Linked DNA regions of Mus musculus: region 2 is linked to region 1. A link is a contact called in public HiChIP or PLAC-seq data. All regions are on one chromosome and are shown on one strand. The core of a region is the stretch at or near the end of the contact, and the rest is flanking DNA. Distances in the headings are between cores, read along the strand shown.

Region 1 (7,788 bases), core at 5,275-7,774:
TGTTAGGATTACAGTCATGGGCCACCACATTTTCATTTAACCACTTAATTGTAGTTGGGGCATAGGTACAGACAGATAGTCAGAAATCGCCAGAGAATCAGCACATTCAGATCAGGCCTGTGTGTCTTTTCCAGGGTGGTCCAGGGCCTAGTTCTGTGCATGGCAGTCTTGCTAATTTCTTTCTTTTTTTGGGGGTTGGGGGGAGTTGGCTTTGTTTTTTGCTTTTTTGTTTTGTTTTGTTTTGTTTTGTTTTGTTTTGAGACAGGGTTTCTCTGTGTAGCCCTGGCTGTCCTGGAACTCACTTTGTAAACCAGGCTGGCCTCGAACTCAGAAATCTGCCTGCCTCTGCCTCCCGAGTGCTGGGATGCTAATTTCTTTTTAAATTTAATTTTATTTTCCTTCATCTTAGAACTCCAGAACAACTCCCTTCCTAACCTGGAACCCAGCAGCTCTCAGTTCCATGCCTGGAGTCTAGGGCAAGAGGACCTGTTCCTTGAGGGCCCCACGATCTTCCAGAGTGACCTGTAAGAACTTGTGAGAAAAATGAGGTGCAGCTTCTATCCCAGGCAGCCTCCTCATCCTCTCCGTTCATGCCCTCTTTACCGAGGCATCGCACTGTGCAGCCAGTCCTTCTCCCTGGCTAATTCAAAATAAAGTAGCTTCATTCTCCCTGATGTGTTCTCTGTAAATCTTGCCCCACATGGGATAGGCTGGGCCATACCTTTCCTTCTTGTTACTTACCTGGTTCCTGTGACCCCTGCCTTTGAAATCTGACAATCATAGGTGCACCTTTGACTGAGCTCCAGTGAACTTGGGAAGAAATGATCTCTTGTTTGGTGAGTAGAATAGGTTAGGATGTTGGGAGTATTGAGGTGATCACAAAGGAGAGTGTGATGTTCCGGTGGGCACTAGATCCAGTCAGTCACACTGCTGGGAGGCTTACCCCAGCTTCTCCCTACCTCCTCACCCTCAGTAGCCCAGTCTGTATGTCTACAGTTCTGTTTCTCTGAAATCGAGTTGTCTTCAAAACAAACAAACAAAAGCCAACAAAACCAAAATCTCTATTTCTTATTTTGAGAAAGGATCTGTTTAAGTAGCCCTGGCTGTTCTGGGAACAGGCTCTCCTTGAACTCTCAGGGTTCTCCTGCCTCTGCCTCCCTAGTCCTGGCATCAAAGGTGGGCACTGCTACACCTAGCCAAGAAGTATTTTTTGCTATAACCTTCTTGAGGAAATAAAGAGTTCCATGATTCAAATTATACTATTTTTATTTTTAAACATTCTTTTATTACTTTATGTGTATGGGAATTCTGCCTGCACGTATGTCTATGCACCATCTGCGTGTAAGGTCCTGAGGGGTCAGAAGAAGGCATCAGATCCTCTTGAATTGGACTTATACACGATGGTGAGTTGCCATATAGATGCTGGCCATCAAAGAGTAGTAAGTGCTCCTAACCATTGGGCCATCTCTTTAGCTCCTTTTTAATTTTTTGAGGCAGGGTTTTCTTTTTTTAAGGAGATTTATTTTATTTATATGAATACACTGTAGCTGTCTTCTGACACACCAGAAGAGGGCATCGTATTCCATTACAGATGGTTATGAGCCACCATGTGGTTGCTGGGAATTGAACTCAGGACCTCTGGAGGAACTGTTAGTGCTCTTAACCACTGAGCCATCTCTCCAGCTCCTTGAGGCAGGATTTTATGTCACACAGATTGGCTTTGAGTGAAGTTGACTGTCTTAGTTACTTTCCTAATACTGTGATAAAATGCCACAACCAAGGCATCTCCTAGAGGGAGAGTTGTCTTGGGGCTTGTAATTTCACAGGGCCCAGCACCATCATGGTGAGATACATGTCAGCAGCTGGTGGGCTGGCACGACACGAGCAGAAGCCGAGATCACAACCATCTGAGACTACATCCCATCCACGAGCGGGAAGCACAGAGGGTGCACAGGGACTGGCAGATCTTTTGAAACTTTAATGACCCAGTGGCACACCTCCAATAAGACCATACCTCTAATCCTTCTGAAAGAGTACCAACAATTGAAGAACAAGTGTTGAAAATATGAGCCTATGGGGGGCACTTCTCATTTAAACCACCACAATGACCTTGAACTTTCTGATCCTCTTGCTAAAACCTAAATTCTAAAATTGGAGGTATATGCTGCCATACCTACTAGTCTGCTAGCTGGCTTGCTTGCTGCCACCCACCTGTCTTTTCCTTGCAATGGCAGGGATTATTGTACCCAGAGCCTCATTAAATGCTAAACAAGGGGGCTGGAGAGATGCCTCAGTGGTTAAAAGCATAGACTGCTCTTCCAGAGGTCCTAAGTTCAATTCCCAGCAACCACATGGTGGCTCACAACCATCTGTAATGAGATCTGACGCCCTCTGACACCCTCTTCTGGTGTGCATGAAGATAGAGACCGTGTATTCATATACATTAAAATAAATTTTAAAAAACATCTTTAAAAAATGCTAAACAAGTGGTAATGCTATACCTCTGGTCCATTTTTATTCAATTTCATTTAAAAAATGCCTTATACATATTTCATGTAGTTATCTGAAATAATTATAAATAAATAAAGGTTGTGGTATATACCTGTAATCCTACCACTAGGGAAGTGGAGACAAAAGGATCTGGAGGGTTTTTTTTTTATTATTTATTTTTATGTATATGAGTACATTGTCACTGTCTTCAGACTCACCAGAAGAGGGCACTGGATCACATTACAGATGGTTGTGAGCCACCATGTGGTTACTGGAATTGAACTCAGGACCTCTGGAAGAGCAGTCAGTGCTCTTAACCACTGAGCCACCTCCCCAGCCCAAGGATCTGGAGTTTGAGGCCAGCTTGGGCTGCATAAGACATCCCTGTGTCAAAACCAACAATAATGACAACAAAACAAATATGTCTTATGGTTAGCGGTTTAGTCCTTAGCTTACTTTTCTATTGCTGTGACAAAACACTAAAAGCAACTGGAGGAGGAAACGGTGAATTTTACCCATCGTTCAATCCTGAAGAGAAGTCAGGACAGGGACCTGGAGGCAGGAACTGACATGGAGGAAGGTAGCTTACTGGCTTTAAAAAAAAAAAAAGATTTATTTATTTTTTATTTATATGAGTACACTGCAGCTGTCTTCAGACACACACTAGAAGAGTGCATTGGATCCCATGTGGTTGCTGGGAATTGAACTCAAGATCTCTGGCATTGAAGGTCAGCTTTGCTTTCTGCTTTTCTGGACTTTATGTTCTAGGGGGTTCAAGATTTCCTAAGAATCAGCAGCATTTCAGAGACCTCATGAAGCCTCTGCCAGTGGTAACTGTAGACAAGAGATAATGCCATCCATCCACCAGTTAGGTCTTCGGATGCATTTGCTTAGAACTAAGATGTGCAGTCAGCTTATGGGAAGGTTCCAACTCTTAGTTCAGGCTGGCAAGAGGAGACAGTTATCTTAAAAAAAAAAAAATAGAAGGATGAGGTAGTAAAATGGGAGCTACTTTTAGTAATGGTATATTTAAATTTCTGGCCCAACTAATAGCCAACATTATGGGGAGAGGGCCTTGGACATTGAATAGTTATAGGGATATCTTCCACATTTTTTTGTTGGGGTGTGTGTGTGTACATGTGCGTGTGCACATGTGTGCGAGTGTGTGCACAGTTGCGTACATGTGTGTGTGCATGTGTGCATTTGCACCTGATTATTTTGAGCATGAGTATGTGGTGACCAGAGGCAGGGTCTCTCAGTGGGTATGATAGTGCACACCTTTAAGCCCAGCTCTTGGGAAGAGGCAGATGGATCTCTGAGTTCAAGACCATCTCTGAACTGTATAATAAGACCTTGTGCCGGGCAGTGGTGGCACATGCCTTTAATCCCAGCACTAGGGAGGCAGAGGCAGGCGAATTTCTGAGTTCGAGGCCTGCCTGGTCTACAGAGTGAGTTCCAGGACAGCCAGGGCTACACAGAGAAACCCTGTCTTGAAAAAGGACAAAAAAAAAAGACCTTGAGAGAGAGGGAAGGAGAGGAGAGGTTCTTTTTGCTTTTGTTTTATTTATTGTTATTTCATGTGAGTAAGTGCTTTGCTTTGCCTGCATGTGTGTCTGTACCACTGTGCTTGTCTGGTGCCTGCAGAGGCCAGGTGAGAGCACTGGATCCTCTGGAACTGGAGTTAACTAGAATCAGCATATATGTGCTGGGAATCGAACCAGGATCCTCTGCAAAAGCAGTCAGTGCTCTTACCTGCTGAGCCATCTCTTCAGCCCTGTTTTCATTTAGTATGTAGTATGTAGTATGCATTTACTTGGACTGACTCAGAACTCTGTAGCTCAGGTTGGCTTCAAACTTGTTTCCATCCTGCCTGAGTCTCCTGATTGCCAGGATTACAAGTGATACAGTGATATCATACTTAGCTTCAGACCCAGTTTTATTTTATTGATTTATTTTGGTGTGTATATGACAGAATCCTGTGTTGTCCAGGCTTGCTTTAGACTCTTTATATAGCCAAAGGTGGCCTTGTTCCTCCTGTCGCCACACCCCAGGTATTATAGGTATGTAGACCATACCTGGCTTGTTTGTGTACATTCATGCTACCGAGTACATGTTGGGATTAGGAGGCAGCTCTGGTGTTGGTCTTTGCCTCCCACCTTCCAGGAGTGCTGGGATGACAGACTCTTCCTCAGGTTTGCACGGTAACTACTTGAACCCTTGGTGTTGTTGTTTTTCCTCCTTCCTCTATTTAATAGTTTTTATTTTGAGGCCAGGTATCAAGTGTCCCAGGCTGGTCTAGACTCCATATCTAGCTGAGGATGACCTTGAACTCCTGAAATCCTGCCTCCACTTTCTGAATGGTGATTTGATAGGAGTGTGACACCACATCTGGGCGCCGTGCATACTAACACTGCCAAATGGACTGCATCTCCAGCCCCAAATTTAAAAAATTTTTGTTATTTAGATCCACATTTAACACAAGCCTTTTCGCCAAGCCTCTCTCTGTCTTTCACTGGGCAGATAATTTATCTGGCATGGTGGCATTAGCTCCGATTGCTACCAGTAGTATTTATCAACTGTTTGTATCAAGCTCTATGGGAGACACACTTGCAAGGGTGCCAAATCTTTCAACAGAAATGTTAAAGGACAACGGTGGAACAGTGGGTCTGAACTGCCACCAGGTGGCAGCACATAATTTATGTCAGAAAGATCCTGAACAGGCCAAGAGAACTGTGCCTGAGTACCTCCCTTCAGAGATTCTGTGAGCTAATTACTCTTCCTCAAACAATTCCCTGTTTAGGTTATGCTTCTGTTCAAGGATAAATCACACAGCATTTAAAATAAAAAGATAATTTTATTATTTAAACTCCACTCATGTTCAGCCTCTTGCAATTTTATTTCCTACTATACATTTTCATAAACTCAGCTGTCAGTAGCACTACATTCCATTGGTGTTATTATTTTCAGTGCTGGGAATTGAACCCTGGACCACATGGTACATTACCATTGCTTTCTGCCCCTAGTATTTATTTATTTATTTATTTTTTTTTGTTATTCGAGACAGGGTTTCTCTGTGCAGCCCTGGCTGTCTTGGAACTCACTCGGTAGACCAGGCTGGCCTCGAACTCAGAAATCCGCCTGCCTCTGCCTCCTGAGTGCTGGGATTAAAGGCGTGCGCCACCATGCTCGGCTCCTAGACATATTTTAATTATGTCTCACATGCTAAAGATTTCTGAAGGGAGGCCCCTAAACCGTTGGGAGTAAGACCTATATCCCACTGCTCTTATTCTTCTTTAGCAGTCTGTTCAGCTATAAAATTATGAACCCTTGAGATCCATGGCTATGGAAAGTGTGAGGAAATCTGTACCTGATGAACAGTTGGGTAGAATTGTTATTCCCTTCGAAGATCTTTCATATCTCTCCTTTCCATCTAGCTGGTGATACCAATCCTCTAAGCCTTCCCTGAATTCAATCTCTCCCTTTGGCATTTCGTTTAAGTTATACTTACTGCTCTTTCTCAAGTTGTTAGGAATTATGTGCTAATTTTAGCTTGTCAATATACTGCGTTCCTGCAGGACACTGCATTCGATCCAGCAGAACACCTTATTCAAAAGCCGCGCCAGTTTAGTGCTTGTTTAATTGGCTTAATTAATTTACCATTCGCTTCTGTTTGGGGGGGTTTGATTGGTCTCTCTTGTGTCCCGCCCTCTGAGACTCTTTAGACTAGGTTTTCCCCAAGGTGAATTCTCTCCGGTTCCGCTTTTTCAACACACTGTCCCCTCTGTTTTTAACTCCACTCTCTTCCTATTGGTTCCCTTCATCTTCTAAGAGTTGGCGCCGAGCGTTGCTGATTGGCTTTTCTGTACGCCCATTGTGCCCACCCTCGTACCACGTGGCATTCCTAACGTTAATTGGGCAACTCTATTAGCTCGTTTGTCAAAGGTTGACGATTGATTGGCTGCTCTGAGGGAGGCCTGAGGAGGGGGCGGAGCTCACGGGGCCCCGCCCCCAGCCCCCTGCCCCCCAGGCGTTTCAGACACTCACCGGCGGGGAGCCGAGAGTTTCCAGCTGCCTTCTCAGTCCCAGCGGTGATCCGCCTCCGGGCCCCGCCGAGTAGGCGGGGGAAAGCAGCTCAGACCGCAAGGCCATGGCAGTAGCCTCCAGCTCCTGCGCCGCCGCTGGCCCTGAGCAATCTCCGGCTTCTGCCCAAGGGACCCTCACCTCCTCCGCAGGCTAAACAGCCGCGGCCGGGAGCTGCTATGCTCGCTCTGGGCCGCTGCCTCCCTTACCCTCTGGCCGGCGCAGACGCCCCCTCCGCGGCTCAGTTGTGCCTCAGGTAACGTCGGGAGAGTGCCTGGGGACCAAGGCTCGGCATCCCTGCCCTGCGCGCAGCTTGGCTCATGGGTCGCTGAGCACTGGACAATCCGGTGCTGTACTTGAGATTCTCAAAGAAGCGGGGACTGTCTCTTGCCCCTCTCCCCCTTTCCTTCTCAGTTCCCTCCGGGTCCCGGGACAGTCCCCACCTCGTCTCAGGGGTCAAGAACCCATTGGACGTTATACTCAAAAGGGTTGTTTGTGTCTGACCTTCCTCACTTGTGAAGTTGTGGAATCCTTCACGTCCCGTTCCCCTACTGAGTGTGCCTCACTAGTCTCCGAGCCCCCTTCTCCCTCTGAGATCTGGATTCCCTCCGAAACGTGCTCATCTCTCCTAACCACCCTGACTCCTATCCTAAGAGACTTCTCTCCTTTTTATTCACGTTCTTACCCTTCATTTTGAAGAAGACTCTTATCTAAACTACGATTCTGATTTAGTTGGAAATAAAAGCCAGATTAGTCCAATTGAAAAACCTTTTAATTTAAACCTCTGAGAAAAACTTGTTAAAGAATTTGGACTTTATTTGTAGGCATACGGAGCCATTGAAGGTTGTAAGCAGGAGTTTGATATGGATTATCTCTGGAAAATGTGAAAGAAAGATTGAAAGTAAGACCGGAGGGCAGAAGGCCCAGGTAGTCAGGAGGCTGCTGTGTTTTGTGCGTGAGAAGAGGATGAATGGACTGGAATAGTTGTGGAAAATGAAGAGAATGGCATGAAATTCCAAGAATTTTAGAATAGAATTTAGAGGGTTTTTTGCTTTCTGCTTTTCTACATAAGGGCTTTCTCATTGGTTTATGGTATTGGGTTGGTGGTGCTAACAATGTAAAGAAGTAGATCTGAAGAATGATAAGTTGGGTTGTGGACAAGTTCAACCCGAGTTTTTCAAATAGAGGTGGAAAGTTGCTCATAGAACTGATTAAGTT
Region 2 (7,636 bases), core at 4,282-6,781, 380 kb after region 1:
GTGATGGACCCGAGCCTGAGAGAGAGGCAGAAGCAGAGTATATTTTGTACTGGAGGCCTTGACCTGAGGTATATGTGAGATAATGAACTGCATCTTTTGTACCAAAAGCCTCTCTCGCCATGCTCAAGTGAAGGGCTACTCTCTGACTTCTGGTTGCACCCCCTGGCACTAGACTGATAGCTGCTATTGCTCTAAAACTGCCAAATGGGAAAATGCAAACACAACAGGCTTGTCACCCGAGACTAATAGGCCTTGTTCCTTTCTCTCTATATCATGGTCATGCCCTCTGCCTGGCCTAGATAACGAAGAAAGGGAAAGTCATGGTTAGAAGTCTGAAGAAGCCGGGCGTGGTGGTGCACACCTTTAACCCCAGCACTCGGGAGGCAGAGGCAGGTGGATTTCTGAGTTCGAGGCCAGTCTGGTCTACAGAGTGAATTCCAGGACAGCCAGAGCTACACAGAGAAACCCTGTCTCAAAAAACCAAAAAAAAAAAAAGTAGTAGGTTTTTAAGTCTGAAGAAATAAATACAGTAACAGGACTGTCCTGACTCACATTGATCATCCCCCGAAGCCTCAGCCCTCACCTTCTCCCACAGTGTGTGTGTGTGTGTGTGTGTGTGTGTTTGTTCTACCTTGATGCACTATTCTTGACAACATATATTATTATCTCATTTAATCTGAAGTTAGAGGCTAGATTTGTAGCCTAGTTAATAGATTACTTACCTAATATGTAGGAAGCCCTAAGTTCAAATCCCCAGGACTGCATAAACTACATGTATTGGCATACACTTGTGATCCCAACACTTGGGAGGTAGGCCAGCAAGATCAAATGTCAATTAAAAAAAAAAAGATTTAAAAGGACAGAAAGCTAACGGTCTTTAATCTCAGCACTCAAGAAGCAGAGACAGGTAGATCTCTATGTCTTCGAAGCCAGACTGATCTACATGAGTTTCAGGACATCCAGGACAACACAAACCCTGTCTCAAAACAAAACAAAACAAAACAAAACAAAACAAAACAAAACAAGATAGCAGACCTTGAATTGTATTTAGATCACCCCTCCCATCTTGTTCCATCTTTGAGTATCCCTGGATGTCCCAGATCAGTAATTATCTCTGTAATCTCTGGGCTCCCCTCAGGCTAAGAGCTCTTTAAAACAAACAAACAAACAAACAAAACCAGAGGCAGGCTTGCTGCATCGTTGTTGATGCACACAGAAGCAGGCCTGCTGCATCGTTGGTGCACAGCTTTAGTCCCAGCACTCAGGAGGCAGAGGCAGGCAGATCTCTGAGGCCAGCCTGGTCTGCAGAGCAAGTTCCATGACAGCCAGGGCTACACTGGGAATCCCTGTCTTCAAAACACAAAAAGAAAAAAAGGCTTACAACCCCAGAGCTCAGCAAAGGTGTGGGCATGCATAGCCCACAAATCAGTAATTAAGAGTTAATCCTTGGAGTCGGTTGTTTTCTCCTCATATTCTTTGGGAATGTCCTGGGTTTGGGCCCAAATGCGAACCCACATCCGGTAGAGGCAACAGAGAAGCACCCTGTTCAAAGGGAAGTGGCTGCTTTGTCTGATTCCTGGTAATTACCTGTTTTAGCTTTGCACTGGGGAAGTTTTGTTTGTTTGTTTTCAAGACTCACTGTGTAGCCAGAATATATTCTTGAACTCACTCTGTAGACCAGGCTGGTCTTAAATTCACAGAGATCCGCCTGCCTCTGCCTCCCACGTGCAGTAATTAAAGGTGTGCACCACTGGGCTCAACTAGGAAGTCTTTGTTGAAGGAAAGAAAAGCCATGGAGAGATAGACAAGGGCATGTACTACCCCTGCAGAAAACCCAAGTTCAGTTTCCAGCACCCACCTCAGGGATTTACTTGTAACTCCAGCTCCCTGATCTAAACAACTTTAAAAGTCCCACAGTCTTTACATATTAAAAGTCAATCCCTTTAAAATGTCCAATATCTTCTTTTTACAATTAAAAATCTCTTAACTGTGGGCTCCACTAAAATAGTTTCTTCCTTCAAGAGGGAAAATATCAGAGCACAGTCACAATCAAAAGCAAAAGTCAGTCTCTAACCATCCAATGTCTGGGATCCAACTCACAATCTTCTGGGCTCCTCCAAGGGCTTGGGTTACTTCTCCAGCCATGCCCTTTGTAGCACACACGTCGTCCTCTAGGCTCCAGATGCCAGAACATGACGCCCCTGGTCTCCACAGGCACCTGCACTCATGTGTACATGCCCACACACAAACACACCTTTGGCCATTTTGGAGACTCAAGTAGCCAGAAGGCAACAATCTTAGACTGGGAAGGCTAGAAAGGTAGAGCAGTTCCTTCTCCTCTGGTTGGAAGGATCAGCAAGAGGTTTCTCAGTGGATAGATAGGCTCTTTCCGAAGAGGCCATAGAAAGCCTCAGTGTGGTTACTCACACCAGTAACCCCCTACTCTAGGCCAACCTTAGCTGCATAGTGAATCCATACATCAAAGGCCAAGCCAAGTAGATAGTGGTGGCGCCTGTCTTTAATCCCAGCACTCAAGAGGCAAATACATCTTTGTGAGTTCAAAGCCAGCCTGGTCTACAGAGCTAGTCCCAGGACTGACTACACAAAGAAACTACTCTTGAAAGAAAGAAAGAAAGAAAGAAAGAAAGAAAGAAAGAAAGAAAGAAAGAAAGAAAGAAAGAAAGAGAGAGAAAGAGAGAAAGAGAGAAAGAGAGAAAGAGAGAAAGAAAGAAAGAAAGAAAGAAAGAGAAGAAAGAAAGAAAGAGAGAGAAAGAGAGAGAGAGAAAGAGAGAGAAAGGGAAGAAAGAAAGAAAGAAAGAAAGAAAGGAAGGAAGGAAGGAAGAAAGAAAGAAAGAAAGAAAGAAAGAAAGAAAGAGAGAGAGAGAGAGAGAGAGAAAGAAAGAAGGAAGAAAAATCCAAGCCAAGTGTAATGATGCATGCCTATAATCTCAAGACATGGGAGTCTGAGGCACAACTCAACTGCATATAATCATCTTTAAAAAAAAAAAAAAAAGACTAGAGGGGCTGGAGAGATGGCTCAGTGGTTAAGAGCACCGACTGCTCTTCCAAAGGTCCTGAGTTCAAATCCCAGCAACCACATGGTGGCTCACAACCATTGTAATGAGATCTGATGCACTCTTCTGGTGTATCTGAAGACAGCTACAGTGTACTTAGATATAATAATAAATAAATCTTTAAAAAAAAAAAAAGTCTAGGACTTTGCCACAATTGGTAATTGATGGCAGCAGTCAGTTGAGCTGGAAATGGAAGCAGAATCCAGGCTGAAATGATGACACACCTGTGTCTCCATGAGAATCTGGAAAGAAGAAAGAGCTCAAGAAATGTCAATTTTGGGCTGGTGAGATGGCTCAGTGGGTAAGAGCACCCGACTGCTCTTCCGAAGGTCCAGAGTTCAAATCCCAGCAACCACATGGTGGCTCACAACCATCCGTAAGAAAATCTGACTCCCTCTTCTGGTGTGTCTGAAGACAGCTACAGTGTACTTACATATAATAATAAATAAATCTTAAAAAAAATTAAAAAAAAAAAAGAAATGTCAATTTTGTCCTGGCGTTATAATGCCGTGCAGCGCTTATTCTAGGCAATTCCCTGCCTTTATAGCCCCAAGATTGCTACAGGAGTCTAGAGAGCCCACTTCAGAGCTGTTTCCATTTCCAGGCTTGCTAAGGGTACACTTTTCTCTGTAGTACACTTCCTCCCATTACAGACAGGAGAATACCGTGTACACAGGGTGCACTTCCTCCCATTACAAACGGGAGAATACCGTGTACACAGGCTTTCTTTCTCATTTTCATATTACCTTTACTTATATGTATATGCCGGAGAGTCTGTATATGACGCATGTGTGTGTGTGTGTGTGTGTGTGTGTGTGTGTGTGTGTGTGTGTGTGTGTGTGTATACACTTGCTCTCAGAGGCCAGGTGTTGAATCCCCTGGAGCTGGAGTTACAGGTAGCTGTGAACTCTCCTTTGTGGATGCTGGAAGCCAAACCCAGGTCCTCTGCAAAAACAAAAGGTGGCCTTAACTGCTGAGCTATCTCTCCAGGCCCAAGGCTTCCATTCCTGCCCAGGTGCCTCTTAGCCACAGAGTAGCAGTGTTGTAGACAGACACATTCATTCCTCCTTAACTGCCCACCCCTTAAACCAACTGGGGAACCCTTAGGATTAAGCCCTGGAGCTGATGATGTTAATTTGCACAAGTTTGGCAGTATGTAGCAAGGCCAAAACCATATTCATGCTTTTTGACCCAAACAACCCCATTTCTGGGAATCTGTCCTGAGGACATTCTGCAAATGATTGATGAGAGGACTGTGTAGTAATATAAAATATTTATGATATAATGATTAAGAAGTCTGGAAGAATTGAGCAAGAGGCTAGCCAGATGTGATAGCAGTATCAGAACAACAGATTTATTGAAGTCTTTTTTTTCCCCCAAAAAACGTATTTTGTTTCTGAGGCAGAATCTTTCTAGGTAGCCCTGGCTGTTCCAGAATTCTCTATGTAGACCATGCTGAGACCTGGAACTCACAAGAGATGGGCCTGCCACTGCCCGGCTCCTTTCCCAAATGTTCTGTATGAGGAGTCAGACTTTTACCCTCAGATGACCGATCAGAGTTTAACAGTCAGGAGCACAGAAATAGCACAGTCACTTGGAAAAGCAACATGTTTCCCAATGTTGTACATAAATTATGTCATCACAAATACAATTATCAGACAGGCTGGGCAATACAGGACTGTTATAGTCCCTTAACTTGACAGACACAACCAGGATAAGGAGTTGAAGGCCAAGCTGAACTACTTAAGACCATGTCTCACAAAAAAAAGTTAAAATAAAAATTTAAAAATACAATACACAAACTGAATGTTAATAAGAACCACAAAGAAAAAAGCAATTATCTGCCAAGGCTTCCAAAAGTTTAGGCTGACTGATTCAAGTTCAGGCTTAAAAGTTATCTGCCAAGACAAAGGGGCCCCAACATGTACAAAGGCAAGAACATGTGAACTTAGGAAATTACTGAGGGCAATTCGGGACTGGAAGGCAACTGAGTGGGTGTGAGGCACTTAGAGGAAAAAAAAAAGCTTTAGTTGGATGGTGCAGGGCTTTGGGCTTTGGTGCAGCCGTGGGATTTGCATTTTAGAGCTGAGTCTGGCCTGCTTGGAAAGAGTGGAAAGGAGGTCCTTAGGGTTGCGCTGGGTCGGGAAGAAAGGGTGGCCCAAAGGGGACCAGCAGACTCCCTTTCTCAACATCCTGACTTACACTTGGCCAACGACTAGCGCCTCCAGGATCACCCTCCCTTCTCCTCTCCTTAGGGCCCCGCGGGCGGGCTGGGGAGCCCGGGAGGCGAGGCAAAGGGGTGGCCCTGCCTGGGTGGTCTCCTGCCCCGCCCCCTGCGGCGCCGTTACCTAGCAACGGATCCGGCTGCAAGGCAGCGGGTAATTTGCCGCCCCCTTAGCCAATGGGAGGGCGTCACCCCGGCCCGCTCCTTTTTTTCTGAGCCTCCTGGTGCTTCCCGAGATCCACAGTCGCCACCTTTAGCTGTGAGGTGCTTCGCAGCCAGTCGGGTCCACCCACACGCGGAGCCCTCTTTGGACCACAGCCCACAGATCCAGCGGGGCTTGGGGCCACCACCCCGCACCGCCGCTGCGGGCTGCTCCTGTGCATCTTTACGCGCGCCTCACCCAGGACCGTATGGCCGTTCACGGCAGCTAGGAATCCTCAGGTGAAGCCGGGCGGCACAAGGCGCCAAGCTAGCCTATGGCAGCGCTCAGATAACGCAGGTTGGGGGCGCTCGCGCCCCCCATCCTCACCAGCATGGTTCGGCCACTGTCCCTTGGAGAGCTACCTCCCAGCTACACACCTCCAGCTCGGTCCTCCGCACCTCATGTGAGTAGAGGGGCTGGGTTTGTAACTTAAACGTCGCTTGAACATCTGTAGGGCTAGAAGTCTAGTGTTACTGGATCTGTGTTTGAAGACAAGCGAGAGCCAGCAAGTGATTTGTTAGTTTATTTCCTATTATCTGGTCAGTGAAAATAGTTATGTCTGTGGGTTCACCTCTTTGCCTAGCTGACAACGAGTGTGTGTGTTCACGACTCATAACCTTCTAAAAATGGGCATTTTCAGGTGTGCTTATGGAGAAGGCACAGGGAAAGAGAGTTAAATCTTCCACATTTGAAACCTTTATCTGTAGCTGTTTCCTGCCCTGCATCCAGAAGTCAGGAAACTGGGACTTGACCGGGAGAAAAGGGAAAGCTCCTCCATTGTTGTGCTGACAGCTGGCTGACCTCCTCCTCTCTCTATCCCAGATCCTAGCTGGGAGCCTGCAGGCTCCTCTCTGGCTTCGAGCTTACTTCCAAGGTCTACTCTTCTCCCTGGGGTGCAGGATCCAGAAACACTGCGGCAAAGTGCTCTTCCTGGGACTGGTGGCCTTTGGGGCTCTGGCACTGGGTCTCCGAGTGGCTGTAATTGAGACAGACCTAGAACAGCTCTGGGTAGAAGGTGAGTTACTGGAGCTGGCCGTAGCTGCTTTGGTCAAGGATCGAGAGGGCCATCTCCTGTTCAGAGCCTGTGTATCTGGGTGTGTTGCAGAAAGCCTACCTCTCTCCCAATCTCCCTCAGTGCTGTGGATGAAGCCCAGGGCATTGTGCAAGCTAGGCAAGTCTTTACCATCAACTGTCTCACACCTATCTCTCTCACCCATAAATGGACAACTCTAGATGGTAGCCTCTTATGAATAAGCTTGTGGAATATTCATCTTTGATTATGTGTCTGCTTATTTAGCGTTTATAGCTAGGTTTCTTTTAACTGTACATCAGAGTTTACAAATGGAACAAGATGTATTTTTCAATAGCCAAAGGAAGTAAAATGTGTGTGGGGGTAAGTTCTAAACAAAACAAAGCCAAGTGGTATTGTGTTGTATAAGAGAAGGCAGGGAGAGACGGCTCTGACCTGCAAACTCAGATTAGCACTGTGATTCTAACTACTCAAGGGGCTGAGGCAAGAGAAATACTTTCAGTCTAAGAATTTAACAATAGCCTGTGTCAGAGAGAGAGAGAGAGAGAGGGACAGACGGACAGATGGAAGAGAGGGAGGGAGGGAGGGAGGAAGGAAGGAAGGAAGGAAGGAAGGAAGGAAGGAAGGAAGGAAGGAAGATCAGTGGGATGTAGCTGGGTGGCATGGCAGACTGCCTGTCGAGCATGCTGTGGTGGGGGAGAGAGATGGAGGAGGAGCAAGAAGAAAAAGAAAAGTTAGTGCTTGGTGGCAGCAGTGGTGGTGCACAGCTTTAATGTTTAACCTCAGTGCTTGGGATCTGGAGGCAGGTGGGGCCAGCCTGGTCTACAGAGAATTCCAGGATCTGGAGGCAGGTGGGGCCAGCCTGGTCTACAGAGAATTCCAGGACAGCCAGAGCTGCATGAAAATACTCTCTCTCGAAAAACCAAAAAGAAAGATTGGAAGGAAGGAAGGGGGAAAGGGGAAAACAAGAAATAATAAGAAAAGAATTGTTAGGTGTAAAAGAAAAGAAAACCTTGAACGAGCCATCTGACCAGGCTTCTGAGTAGACACCCAGGGACCTGCAGCCATTTAATGAAGAATGAGCATAGACTTTGAGGCAAAAGTCA

Evidence for each region. HiChIP or PLAC-seq counts read pairs in DNA pulled down with a chosen protein or histone mark.
Region 2: a contact with region 1 is called in an H3K27ac HiChIP or PLAC-seq map of embryonic stem cells, with 6 read pairs. The contact joins the promoter of Ptch2 here to the promoter of Tesk2 in region 1. A contact is called at or near these places in 5 of 39 promoter capture datasets (the 3T3-L1 cell line, hippocampal neurons, liver and 1 more), 1 of 484 Hi-C or Micro-C datasets (embryonic stem cells), 7 of 115 datasets of contacts at active chromatin or transcription factors (bone marrow-derived macrophages, embryonic stem cells and pancreatic cancer cells) and 2 of 9 other capture datasets (adipose tissue and liver).

What each region holds. Positions count from the first base shown.
Region 1 is chr4:116,714,431-116,722,218 of GRCm38.p6, forward strand. Tesk2 (testis-specific kinase 2) reads left to right here and starts at 6,525. Exons shown (of 11, transcript NM_146151.4): 1 at 6,525-6,826. It overlaps Ccdc163 (coiled-coil domain containing 163), which reads left to right. Exons shown (of 10, transcript NM_026714.3): 10 at 410-1,254. The coding sequence ends at 528.
Region 2 is chr4:117,090,525-117,098,160 of GRCm38.p6, forward strand. It overlaps Ptch2 (patched 2), which reads left to right and starts at 5,532. Exons shown (of 22, transcript NM_008958.3): 1 at 5,532-5,903; 2 at 6,323-6,515. The coding sequence starts at 5,832. RefSeq lists enhancers at 4,628-6,326, 5,167-5,625, 5,188-5,687.